2 separate regions of the Mus musculus genome follow, and region 1 is linked to region 2. Evidence: chromatin contacts called from public Hi-C data. All regions are on one chromosome and are shown on one strand. The core of a region is the stretch at or near the end of the contact, and the rest is flanking DNA. Distances in the headings are between cores, read along the strand shown. Region 1 overlaps Mboat1 (membrane bound O-acyltransferase domain containing 1). Region 2 has its middle 28 kb from the start of Mboat1.

Region 1 (6,323 bases), core at 3,494-5,993, 89 kb before region 2:
GCCTCCAGGTTCCTATCCTGCTTGGTTCCTGTCCTGACTTCCTCTGATGATGAACAGTGATTTGGAAGTGTAATGCAAATAAACGTTTTCTTCAATAACCAGCTTTTTGGTGACGGTGTTTCATGACAGCACTAGAAACACTGAAACCAGAAACACAGTATAATCTTTAGTGTTTACAGGCCCTGCCATTGTATTAACCAAAGTGACTGCGGACAAGGCATAATCACATGCCTAACTCTGTTCCAAGAAGACTGAAAGGGGAAATGGGAGGGCTCTGAGGCTCCTGGGCTACCTTCTACCTTCTGTGGCCTCCTTATGATTGTACAGAGTTAACAGTACAGAACAAGTACATTTTTAACCTCACCTTCATTACTGTGGTGCCTCGCTGCGATTTAGCTGGGCATGATTATCCTTAGTGTGTACTTGGCGTTTATGGACCCTGAGAGACCTAGTCAAGGTCATCAGTTAAACACTCCCCCTCCCAACTGAGATACTCACCCAGAAAAATCTGTAGTGAGAATTCCATAGTGGAAGATGTAAATGCGGCTGATGTGGCATATCGTAAGGTAGCCCATGGCTACAAAAAAGGAATACCTGAAACCCAAAACACAAGGGACCAGATTAATGTACAGAACAGCAAGGTGCTCAACAAACGCTCTCTTTGTCCTCTTTCACCCTCTGCAAATGACTGTTCACAAAGTTTTGAGTGGTCCAGCCACATCCTCATCTATCCCATCTCCCCTTCCCTCCCACTCCTCTGGGCCCTGCATCCTTTCTTACCCAGACTCCATCTGTGCAGCAAGTATGTACAGTGCCCACACAGGCCAAAGAGCATCCAACTCCCTGGAACTAGCATTACAGGCAGCTGTGAGCCACCGTGTGAGTGCTGGGAATTGAACCTGGGTCCTCTGGAAAAGCAGCCAGTGCTCTTAACTGCTGAGCCATCTCTCCAGCACTAGCTGCTTACCTCTGAGCATGGGCAGATATCATCAGACTCTAGTTTTTTTTTTTTTTTTTTCAGTTTTCCAATGTGGGCTCAGTACCCAAGGAGCTCCAAGCTTTAGTGCCAGATAATGCCTTCTGAGATGTCAAAAATCCCTGGACTAGGGTCAAGAAGTGGGAGTGGGTGGGTAGGGCGGTGGGGGTGGGGGAATGGGGGACTTTTGGGATAGCATTGGAAATGTAAATGAAGAAAATACCTAATTTTAAAAAAAGAAGAAAAATAAATCCCTGGACTAAGGAACTACAGTGTTCTGACTTTCTAGCAGACAGCTACTGTTGTAGTACTCAACTTCTATCATATAAGCCAATCCAATAAAGCCCCCATTTTACATGTGTACGTCTGTCTGTCTCTCTGTGTCATTTTCTGTCTTTCTGTCTGTCTCTCTGTGACTCCTGTCTTTCTGTGCCTGTCTCTCTCTGTGTCTCTGTCTATCATCTCTCTGTGTCTCTCTCCCTGCTCTCTCTTTCTGCCATACCCCTCCTCTCTGTCTCTGTCTCTGTCTCTGTCTCTGTCTCTCTCTCTCTCTCTCTCTCTCTCTCGTGTGTGTGTGTGTGTGTGTGTGTGTGTGTGTGTGTGTGTGTGTGTTTACACAGGATCTCACCCTATAACTCTGTAACTGTAACTGGCATGGAACTCATTCTATGTAAACCAGATTGGCCTGGAACTCACAGAGATTGACTTGCCTCTGGCTCTGCCTCCCAAGCGCCGGGATTAAAGGCATACACCATCATGTCTGGATGTGTATGCATTTTGTATTGGTCTTGCTTCTCTATAGCATCCTCCGTATCACATCACACCTGTCCCCCAAGCCCAGCATAAGTCACTGCTTAGCTGCTTGAATTCTGCTAATGTAGAACACTAACAAATTAAAATTATGCACATGAATGTCTGCTTCCCAAACTCACTGGAATCTTGAGCATCTCAACCCTTAGCCTGACACATGGATTGGGGGTAGGGAGGGCACCAGTGACAACTGTAGAGATGAATACGCTTACCATTTTCAATCCAACAGATAGAGACATAAATCCAAAAGCTTTAACTTCCAACATATGTCATAAACCAGGGAAGATGAATATTCTGACATTAAATTGTACTGAGACTCACATTAAAATAACTCATGAATTCTAGGTCAACTCAGGGAGTTGTGAAGTAAGGAGTATATCCAGAGAGTGGGCACAAAGAGTTCTATAAAGCATCACACGATATTAGGTTCTCTTTCATCCTAGCTATGGAGGACGATGGTCCAGCTGAAAGGCAGTGGTTGGGCATTTGCCTACTGTGCACAAAGACCTGAGCCTGCTACTCAGCATCACTGGAAAGAAGAAAGGAAAACAGCAAGAATCGAATAGGCTTAGCCAAAAAGTCAAAATCCAAAATGTTCTCAAACAAAAATGTTCTGCAATAAAAGGAAGAAGGAAGGAAGGAGGGAGAGAGGGGGAGAGGGATAGGGGGAGCGAGAGAGGGAGGAAGAGGGGGGAAGAAGAGAAGAGAAGAGAAGAGAAGAGAAGAGAAGAGAAGAGAAGAGAAGAGAAGAGAAGAGAAGAGAAGAGAAGAGACTGAGTGCCATGTCAGTCCTCAAAAATGTTCAGATTGCAAAATATTCCCAACCTTTTACTCTGAGAGTCAACATTGAGCTCTATGTTCATGGTCTAAAAACCTTAAAGCCTTCAAAACTGAAAGCACTTCTTTCCAAAACACACTAGATAAAGAATAGTCCGCTGACTCCATACAAAAGGCTCTCCTTACCTTGGACCCATCCCAAATCCCCCCTAAGCATGAAGACAGTCAACAAAGACAATGCCCAAGAACAAATGCCCTGAGCAACTAGAGCAGGACGAGCGGGAGGAAGCCTCATTGCCCCTGGCTTCCATTCCCCTCCATTCTAGAAAGTTCATGGGCATCAGACAGAAATACAAAGCACATTCTTCAGGCAATAGACTCTTGTAGAACCAGGTCAACTGTAGCCACGCCTGTCTCTTCCCTGGCTTACAGGGTAAACAGATTCAGTGCAGTGGTTGTAATTAAACCACAGCTGTCAAAAACAGGGATAAGAATTGAATCCTAACAAACCAGGGCAGGGCATTCTTGCCCTGGCTAGACCTGAATCGTCTGTGGTGCAGAAAAGACATATTGTGAACACAAATAATAAGAATGCAAACCCCGGCACTCATAAAAATAATCTGTGGTATGAGAAACTGGCAGGGTGGTTATTTTTGTAAAAAGAAGTGTGACAGAGATTGGGACAGGACAGTTGGTAGTGTTCTCATGTTGACCTGGCTGGGTGTGTACGTGTATATATATATATTCTACCTGCACTTCTTTACATAAGCATTCATTTCCTCAATTCAAACAATAAAATAAAATCTCTATCCTACACACTTGTTTTAGAAGGACTGTGTTAACAATGAAATCAAACATCAACTGATACATTAATCACTATGTACCGAGGATAATGCAGCACACTGAAAAGAGCTTAGCATGGGATGTAGCACAAAGCAAGGGCTCCAGAATCAATTAACTACATCACCAGCACCCAAGGCCCGCATTCTGGAAGATACAAACAAGATCTGCTTAAGCTGGTCCCAGAAGAGCAAGCTGACACCTGTGTTTCCTGCCTAGTACTGTAACTTGGGAGGAAAACAGAGGTTATACCCTGAGAACTCTCTCAAAATACCCTGAGCAACAGCTAGGCCAGAAATGGGCTCATTGAAGACAGCAGTCAACACTCCCTCTCCTATTTCTTCTCAACCACAAAATAGACCTCTCAGCACTGGACATGAAAAGAAGAATGACTCAGATAGGATCATAAGCGCAGAGTCTTCAGACTCCTCATCCAAGGGAACTGGGAAGATGGCTCAGTGTGGCAAGCATAAGGACCCGAGTTCCAAACCCCAGCACCCATGGAAAAAGCTGGTCACAGCCGTCCTTGACAGTAACCCTAGCAGTTGCAGGCAGAGACAGACAGATCCTGGAAGCCTGCTGGAAGGAGAGCCTAGACAAAAAACAGTGACCTCCCAGTTTCAGTGAGAGACACTGTCTCGAGGCAATGAGGTGTCTCGCACCAGAGGAAGATATCTGATATTCTGCTCTGGTCCATGCATGCATGCAGCCATGCATGCATGCATGTACACTTGTGCATGTACCACACACACACACACACACTCAGAGTTATCTATAATCAACCAGAAATAATCACAAGCTGTTTTTAATTATAAAGAAAAGAAGGAACACCATCCACACTTTTACAAACTCCACCCCTTGTGGGAATAAGGGGAATGCTAATCCACAGGGAGGCTCCCCCATCTACCCAGATCTCACATTTCCTAACCCCAACCTCTTGTTCTCTCCCTGGAACTCAGAGGAAACAACTTTGGGACACATTTTAGAGCTACATGGAGTTCTTCCTTTGGGAACTGGACCACTCCCTACTTCTGCAAACTGGCAACCATTCAATCAAACAGAAAGAGGAAGAACGGGTTTGGGCATCTCCCATTTCACTCTCATGCAGAATGTTCTGCTACCACAACACGGCTGTGGTGAAAGTCGCTGTCTGGACGGCTCAGCTCCACCTTAGTTAGAATGTCCCATTCCCAGGCTCTGGAATGGAATATGGAAACCTAGGCCCGCTGTGGAACAAGGGCTCACATGACCCTTTAAAAGCCAGAGTGCGCCCTACCAGTGTCATGTAAGTATGAGGAAGTGCTTACAGATTATGGTGGGTAGGTAACTGGCAAAGTGCCACCCCTAACCAAGATGCTGTTTGCAGTTGATGACTGGTGGGAGACTCCGGTGTACCAACCACATCCGTGGGGCGGCAGGCTGTGTGCTCGGGAATACCGGTAATAGCTAACACAAAACACAATCCATGTGGCCTTCTGGCCGTTTGGCTTTGGCTTTGTTTTGTTCTGTTCCTGCTTGGTTTGACTGTTTAAGAGAAAGACTATGAAGGAAGGAGGAGGGAGCGGAGATCTGGGAGGAGCTGGGGAAGGGGAACAATATGACCAAAGCATGCTGCATCAAAATGTTTAGAAATAAAAAAACAGTAAAAGAGAAAGATGTGACAATGGAAAAAGGAAAAGGAAAAATGTGCTATAAAATGCAATATTATCATTAGTCATTTAAAAGCATGTCTAAGAAAAGACAAGCACTCAGGCACTCGGGCACACACACACACACACAGTCACCACAACATGACTCTTCTTAAGGCTCTTATAAGCATTATACATATGGTGTAAAGAAATCATCTTCCTTCTCAAATTAGAAAAATGGACTTCCTGATGTTCCTCCAGAAAGAATGGTGCTATCTTCTCGTGGAGAGGCTCCGAGGAGAGGGAGATTAAAAGTCACTCCCAGGGCTCATTTGAATACAAAGTTGGAAGACTAATGAAGTGTAAAAGTCTATTAAAAAAAAGAAGACTTTCCTTCAAAACAAAATTATATTGAAAAGTTACATAAATGTGTTTTTAACATGTGTGGTGCTCACTAATCAAGTGGCCTCCAAAAACCAGAAAAGCCCACCTTTTCTCTCTCTCTCTCTCTCTCTCTCTCTCTCTCTCTCTCTCTCTCTCTCTCCCTCTCCCTCCCTCCCTCCCTCCCTCCCTCCCTCCCTCCCTCCGTCTCCCCCTCCATCCCTCTGTTCCTCACCACCCCATCTTTTGACAGGGACTCTCTACATAGCCCTGGCTGTCTTGGAATGCATCATGTAGAGCATACTGGCCTCCAACTCACAGAAATCCTCCTGCTTCTGCCTCCCCAGAGCCAGGACTAAAGGCCTATGCCAATACGCATGGCCTGAAAGTATCTTTTCAAAGCACCCCAGCCATCTCTTCCATAAATATTTACTGAGCCTTCAGTCTTGCCTGTGCCAAGAGTCTTTCTAAACACTGAAAATGCATCATAAGCAAAAGATAAAAGTCTTTATATTTTCAAAATACACTAGAGGCTGAAGTGGCGGCTCAGCAACTAAGATTTCTTGCTGCTCTGACTGAAGACCCAGGTGCGATTCCCAGAATCTACATCATGGGGCTTGTTACCTCCTGTAGCCCCGGTCCCAGGGGATCCAGTGCCCTCCTCCGGCATCTGTATACACACGGGACACATAAACTCACACAGGCACACACATAATACAAATAAAACAAATCCTTCAGGGGTTACTTCATTTTTAATTGTGTGTGCACGTGAATGCAGGTGCCCATGGAAGCCAGAAGAGGAAGCCGGGTTCTCTGAAACTCGAGTCACAGGCAGGTGTGAGCACCACACATGGACAATAGGGACTGAACTTGCGTGAACCTTCTCTCCAGCCCTCCCAAGTACATTTCTT
Region 2 (5,913 bases), core at 1,096-3,595:
TACAGCGACACTTTTCTAAATGCCACACTACTTAATCTCCACATATATTTTCCTTAGATGAAAAGATATCAAAGCTCTGAGACAAGCCTTTGAAGTAAAACTTTCCTGATATGCTTGCCCAATGGTGGCACAAAGCTTGCAGGAGTAACCAACCAATATCTGATGTGACTTAAGGTCCACCCCACACATTGGGATAAATACCCAGTGCTGCTTGGATAACCAAGAACCTGAGACCAGATAAATAGCCCAGAAACCTAGAGTAAAACCAAAACTACTGCTCTACTAAAGAACCTAACAGTAAAATGACACCTAATGACATTTTGGTATACTCATAGAGCCGTGCCTTAAGTTCAGCCATCGTCAGAGAAGCTTTCTCCTGCAGCAGATGGGAGCAAACACTCACAGCCAGACACTATGCTAAGAGAGACCTTGGAACCCTCAGCCCTAAATAGGATGTCTCCATCAAATCCTCCCTTCATGGCTCAGGGAACCCTGCAGAAGAGGAGACCAGGGGGGATGGAGGACCCCAAGGAAACAAGACCTTGCAAACACAACATGACCAACACACCTATGAGCTCACAGAGACTGAGGCGGCGTACGCAGGGCCTGCAGTAATCTGCACCAGATGGGGGTCCTAGAGCTGAGACGAGAAGTGGACACACATACCCATCCCTAATCCACTAACATATCTGATAGGCAGAACACCACTTTAGATGGAAGGATTGGCAGTTAGTGTTTATTTTTCTCCTTAGGTCGTAAAAAATACCAAAATTCTTCCAGTACCAAGAACACTTACCCATAGGGATGAAGGCTCTGGATAGGCACCAGCTTAATTTCGGGTAGGCGTTGTCTTCAGCAATACAGCTTTGCCATCAATTTGTATAAAACATGGGACTCCTTTGGCCAACAATTCAATGAGATGTAACCAATTTCTAGCATTGGAAGCTTCATTTAGTGACAAGAGATGTCTGGCTGGGCCTGTGTCTCCCCCTTTATTTGGCAATTTCATTTAGATTGCCTTTAAATATGTATTTATTTGTGAAGCTTCTACCATATTAAATTTCCATACAATCCCTCAAATGGCCCTTAATTTTAAGTGACTCTCCCCATATTCCTTCCCAGGTCCCTCTTTTCCACTTAATCCTCCAGTTCTAGCCCCTTCTCTGCCTGATCCTCCAGTTCTAGATAAGGGAAAACATATCGTATTTGATACCATATTTGTCTCTCCAGGTCTGGGTTATCTCACTCAGGATAATTTTTTTTCTAAATCTATTCATGATTTCATTTTTCTTAACAACTGAATAGCATTCCACATTGAGTCACATTGCTTCAGCACTTGAAGTATATTTGTATTTGTGTTCTATGCACTTCTTATCTATTGCAACTAGAGCCGCAATGAATGTAGCCAGGCAAGGATCGATGAAGTAGGATATCTGGCCTGTGACTTAGGGTGAGACCAGACTGGCCGAAAACTCACAGAGACCTGTGTGCCTCCGCCTCCTGCCTCTGCCTCTGCCTCTGCCTCTGCCTCTGCCTCTCTGCCTCTGCCTCTGCCTCTGCCTCTGCCTCTGCCTCTGCCTCTGCCTCTGCCTCTGCCTCTGCCTCTGCCTCTGCCTCTGCCTCTGCCTCTGCCTCTGCCTCTGCCTCTGCCTCTGCCTCTGCCTCTGCCTCTGCCTCTGCCTCTGCCTCCTAGGTGCTGGGATTAAAGCATATATCACCATGCCTGGCCCTCTCTTGACTGGTTTATAGTTTGCAGTACTTTTGAGTATGGTTCCACTCTGTGCTTATATATATATAATTTATATTTATATATATGTATATATACCACATTTTATTTATATTTATTTAATATATATCTATAAAGACAACCTAGTGGCATTCAGATAATTCAGATAAAAGCTTTTAATTGCCTTCCTACACAGTGTCATTGAGTGTGCCCACAGCATATTTTTGCTGAATCAATAAATGAATAATGCTTTAGTGGGTGTCTGCCAAAGGTTCTGAGAATAAGATCCCACATTCCTTTCTAGGTTTGGTTTCTTATAGAAGCTAACTTTTTTTCACCCAAGTTGGCTTTGAGTCACTGATATGATTCATAAACTTAAAAACAGGTTGAACCTGAAATCACCCTGCAGGAAATGAGCTAAGGAACATAGATTGAATGGGAGAGGCTTGGGAGAAGAAGGGGGAGGAGGGGAGAGGAGGGCGAAGGAACTCCTTCTAAGTTCCTAGTATGATATGAGGAAATGTCAACAGCAGTTTTGTTCTCATTACCCCAGTTACCTTGTTTGAAATAGTTAAATCAAGTGCAAAGCCTTCAGTACTCAAAAGGCACATTTCTCAGGTGTGGCTCACCTCGAGCTCCACCCCCAGATGAGTCACTATACAGAGGCTAGCAGGGAGTGATCTGTCCTTGAGCCCTCCCGCACTCATACACAAAATCATTAATAACAGATGGGGAAAGATAGATGGACGGATGGATGGATGGATGGGTGGGTGGGTGGATGGGTGGGTGGGTGGGTGGATGGATGGATGGATGGATGTGGGTGGGTGGATGGATGGGTGAGTGGGTGAGTGGGTGGATCATCACTAGAGGGGAGATGAATCTATCTCAGCTGGCCCTGCTGGAATCTTTAAATGGGGAGAGAAGGCAGAGAAGGAGAAGTCATGAGCACCTTGTCAAAGGGTTCAGAGTCAAGTAAGGTGGTAATCGTGCGTTTGAAGACATCCTAGAAGAAAGCATGGTCTCAGGGCCCTGCTTTAGTGTTTTCTCTGCAACCCAAGCTTCTGGTAACATCTGGCACCTTCCTAGGAAGTCTTTTGCCTTTTGCTACCTATTTCACTGTGGGTGATGGCACATCCAGAAGCCCATAAAGGTAGTCAAGCTAGAAACGTGAACAGTTCACTCTGGAAAAAGATAACAGTTCAACATTCGGAGGATAGTTTCAGCCCTTAATGCTAGCTCATGGAGGCTTCTGGGCCCTGCCTTATAGGGTGGGTAAGATGTCCAACCCATAACCTCATGCTTTAGAGGATTAATTCTCCCTCTCCTGTACACACACACTGATTACTCTTACCTCTAAATCTTACTGCAGCTACCCAAGATTCCTCTTCTCAAATGACTCTGAGCCTTCTTCTGGTTCAGTCTTACATTGGTGTCTTCTCTGTGTCTAACTGGAGTATCTACCCCAACCTGTAAGGTACAGGCATCTGTGAGCAGCTGTTAGCAGATGGATAGAGCTTTGCAAGGCTAGGCTGTTCCTATAGATCCCAGGTGCCACAGGGACTCCTTGAGTACAGGAGTAGCAGGCAACTAGATCACCTATCCTCAGATGACCACAAGCCCATGGGCAGCAGCATTAAGTAATTTCAAAATGTGAAATCAGATTTCACCTTTTGGGTGACAAGAAAGTATTCTTATCAATAGACCATAAACAAGATATGGGTATTTGGTGTAGTGTTTGCCCAGTATGCATAAAACCTTGGATTCCATCTCCAGTGCCCCATAAACTAGGCGTCATGACTCATACCTACACTCCCAACCCTCAGGAAGCAAACACAGAAGGATTAGGAGTTCAAGGTTATCCCAAACTACACAGCAAGTTTGAGGGCAGCCTGAGCAACTTGAGGCCCTGTCTCGCCACAGAAGAAGAAAAGAGAGTTGGGGGACTTAGGCACTGTTCTATTGCTGTGAGGATGCACCATGATTGAGGCAACTCTTACAAAAGGAAGAATTTAATTGGGGAATTGCTTACAGTTTCAGAGGTTCCGTCCCTTATCACGTAGTTGAGGAGTATGGTGGCACACGTGACTGGAGAAGTAGCTGGGATCCCCATCCTGAGAGACTGGACCTGGTGTGAGCTTTGGAAACCTCAAATCCACCCAATGACACACCTTGTGGTGGTTTAAATAAGAATGGTTCACACAGACTCATATGTTTGAATGCTTTGCCTGTAAGGAGTGGCAGTATTTGGAGGTATAGCCCTGTTGGAAGCTCAGTCTCCTTCTGCTGCCTTAGAATCAAGGTGAAGAACTCTCAGTCCCTTCTCCAGCATCATATATGCCTACATACTGCTATGTTCCCTGCCACAATAATAATGGAAGCAGTAACCCAGTCCCAATTAAATGTTTTCCTTTATTAGAGTCGCTGTTGTCATGTTGTCTCTTCATAGCGATACAACCCCAAGACAGACCTCCTTATCATTGTAATCCTCTCAAGTAGTGCCACTTCCTGATGACTGAAAATTCAAATATGTGAGCCTCTGGAAGGCTGGAGCATTCTTATTCAAATTACCACAGAGCAGAAGGGGAAGATGGGGAGAAGGAGGAGGAAGAGGAGGAAGAGGAAGAAGAAGGAAGGAACAAAAGAAGGGAGGTAGGAAATTGGGTAGGTAGGTAGGAAGGAGGGAGAGAAAGCCTCGATATTTAACAGTTTGTTAAATTGGTTTATAACTTTGAGACCTATCAGGTTTGTACTCTTGCTTGAGCACTGAAGAAGGCGGAAGTGGGTGGACCCACTGTGTGTTTCCATACAACATTGGCTACTTATGGCATTCCCAGCAATTCAGATTTGGGCAGTCCTGGGGAATTGCCTCTTTGCTGCATACCAGTTTCTCAGTCTGTCAAGGAGATTATTATGCTTTCCCTGGCAAAGAAATATCTAACCTGGTGTCAATAATTCATGGCAATAGCAGAAAGGGGGCTATAGTCTTTCATAGAAAAGAAAATGGAGGTGTCAGGATGGGTTACGGCTTTCCAACGTCTCTAGCCTTCTCATCTGCTTTAAAGTTCTAGCTACTTTTTCTAGGTTTCTTTAACAAAGGAATCTTTAAAATTCAATATTTAAAAAATTAATGAGTTTCCTGTGTTTTGGTTTATTTTAGAGAAAGCACTATCAAAATATTGAAACAACTTTAATTCTATAAATATTCGATTGGAGCTCGAATTTTACACTAGTTATTACTATAGCAACACCCAGGGATGCTAAGGTATCTTTCCTTACTGCTCAACAGACCCTCCAGATAGCAAAGCGACACCAAAGGCTTTTTAAATGCACCATGACACAGTGCAGGAATCCGTTACACAGCCCGACGCCAACACTGTTGAAGGGGTTTTGTTGCCAGGGATCCTCATTATCAAAGGCCTGTCTCTGGAGCCCACAATGAACACACAGAAAGAGCATCGCCACAAACTGCCAGTTACGGTGAGTAAACATGTCTTAAAAGTCTATCTAGAAGGCACAGGAAGGAGAGTGCTGGAGACGTAGCTCAGTGGATAGAGTGCCCACCTTGCACAAAGGAAGCCCTGGGATGGTTCCCCGGCACTGCATGAACTAGGCTTGGCGGAGAAGGCCTATAATCTCAGCACTTAGGAGGGATAGGCACGAGGATCAGAAGTTCAAGGGTATCCTCAGCTACCTAAGGAGTTGGAGGCCAGCCTAGACTACGTGAAACTATTCTGAAACAAAGAAGAGGCATGCGGTCAGGAAAACTTTTTCTCTTTTTAGCTTCACCAAACATATTTACTTGAACTTTCTTTTTTCATTTGGTGATTCTGAGATGGACAATATGTTCTGCTGTTGGTCATTCATGGCATGGTGGTTAAAAATGTCTTGGTGAGAATGAATCCACTCACTCTCCAGATGAGGCACAATGAATCAAAATTTCTCCTTTCACTGTTAAGTACTGTCTTCGTTTGTGTTTTGTTGGGATACCATGACCAAGGCAAATCTTATTAAAGGCAAACATTCGACTGGGCCTGGTTTACAGTTTCAGAGGTTTACTCTATTATCATCATGGCAGGAAGCATGGCAGTATGCAGGCAGACATGGTGTTGGAGGAGCTGAGAGTTCTACATCTTGATCTGTAGGCAGTCAGGAGGAAACTCTGCCTCACTAGGCATAGCTTGAGCTCA

What was found. Hi-C and Micro-C count contacts between places; a contact is called where the count stands out from the background.
Region 1: a contact with region 2 is called in a Hi-C map of epidermal suprabasal cells, with 2.7 times the contacts expected there. The contact joins two enhancer-like sites. A contact is called at or near these places in 7 of 484 Hi-C or Micro-C datasets (the C2C12 cell line, DN3 thymocytes, colorectal tumor organoids and 4 more), 1 of 115 datasets of contacts at active chromatin or transcription factors (pancreatic cancer cells) and 1 of 9 other capture datasets (embryonic stem cells).

Annotation. Positions count from the first base shown.
Region 1 is chr13:30,196,596-30,202,918 of GRCm38.p6, reverse strand. Mboat1 (membrane bound O-acyltransferase domain containing 1) reads right to left here. Exons shown (of 13, transcript NM_153546.4): 4 at 499-594. Among named protein-coding and RNA genes, the nearest start is that of Gm40869, 34 kb to the right of the region's middle. Within about 2 kb of position 4,743, at least 68 of the 459 cell types and tissues checked have an H3K27ac peak or open chromatin away from gene starts, as enhancers often do. A contact at or near this core is called in epidermal suprabasal cells and pancreatic cancer cells, where this site is marked.
Region 2 is chr13:30,105,638-30,111,550 of GRCm38.p6, reverse strand. No RefSeq gene overlaps it. Among named protein-coding and RNA genes, the nearest start is that of Mboat1, 28 kb to the left of the region's middle. Within about 2 kb of position 2,345, at least 42 of the 459 cell types and tissues checked have an H3K27ac peak or open chromatin away from gene starts, as enhancers often do. A contact at or near this core is called in epidermal suprabasal cells and pancreatic cancer cells, where this site is marked.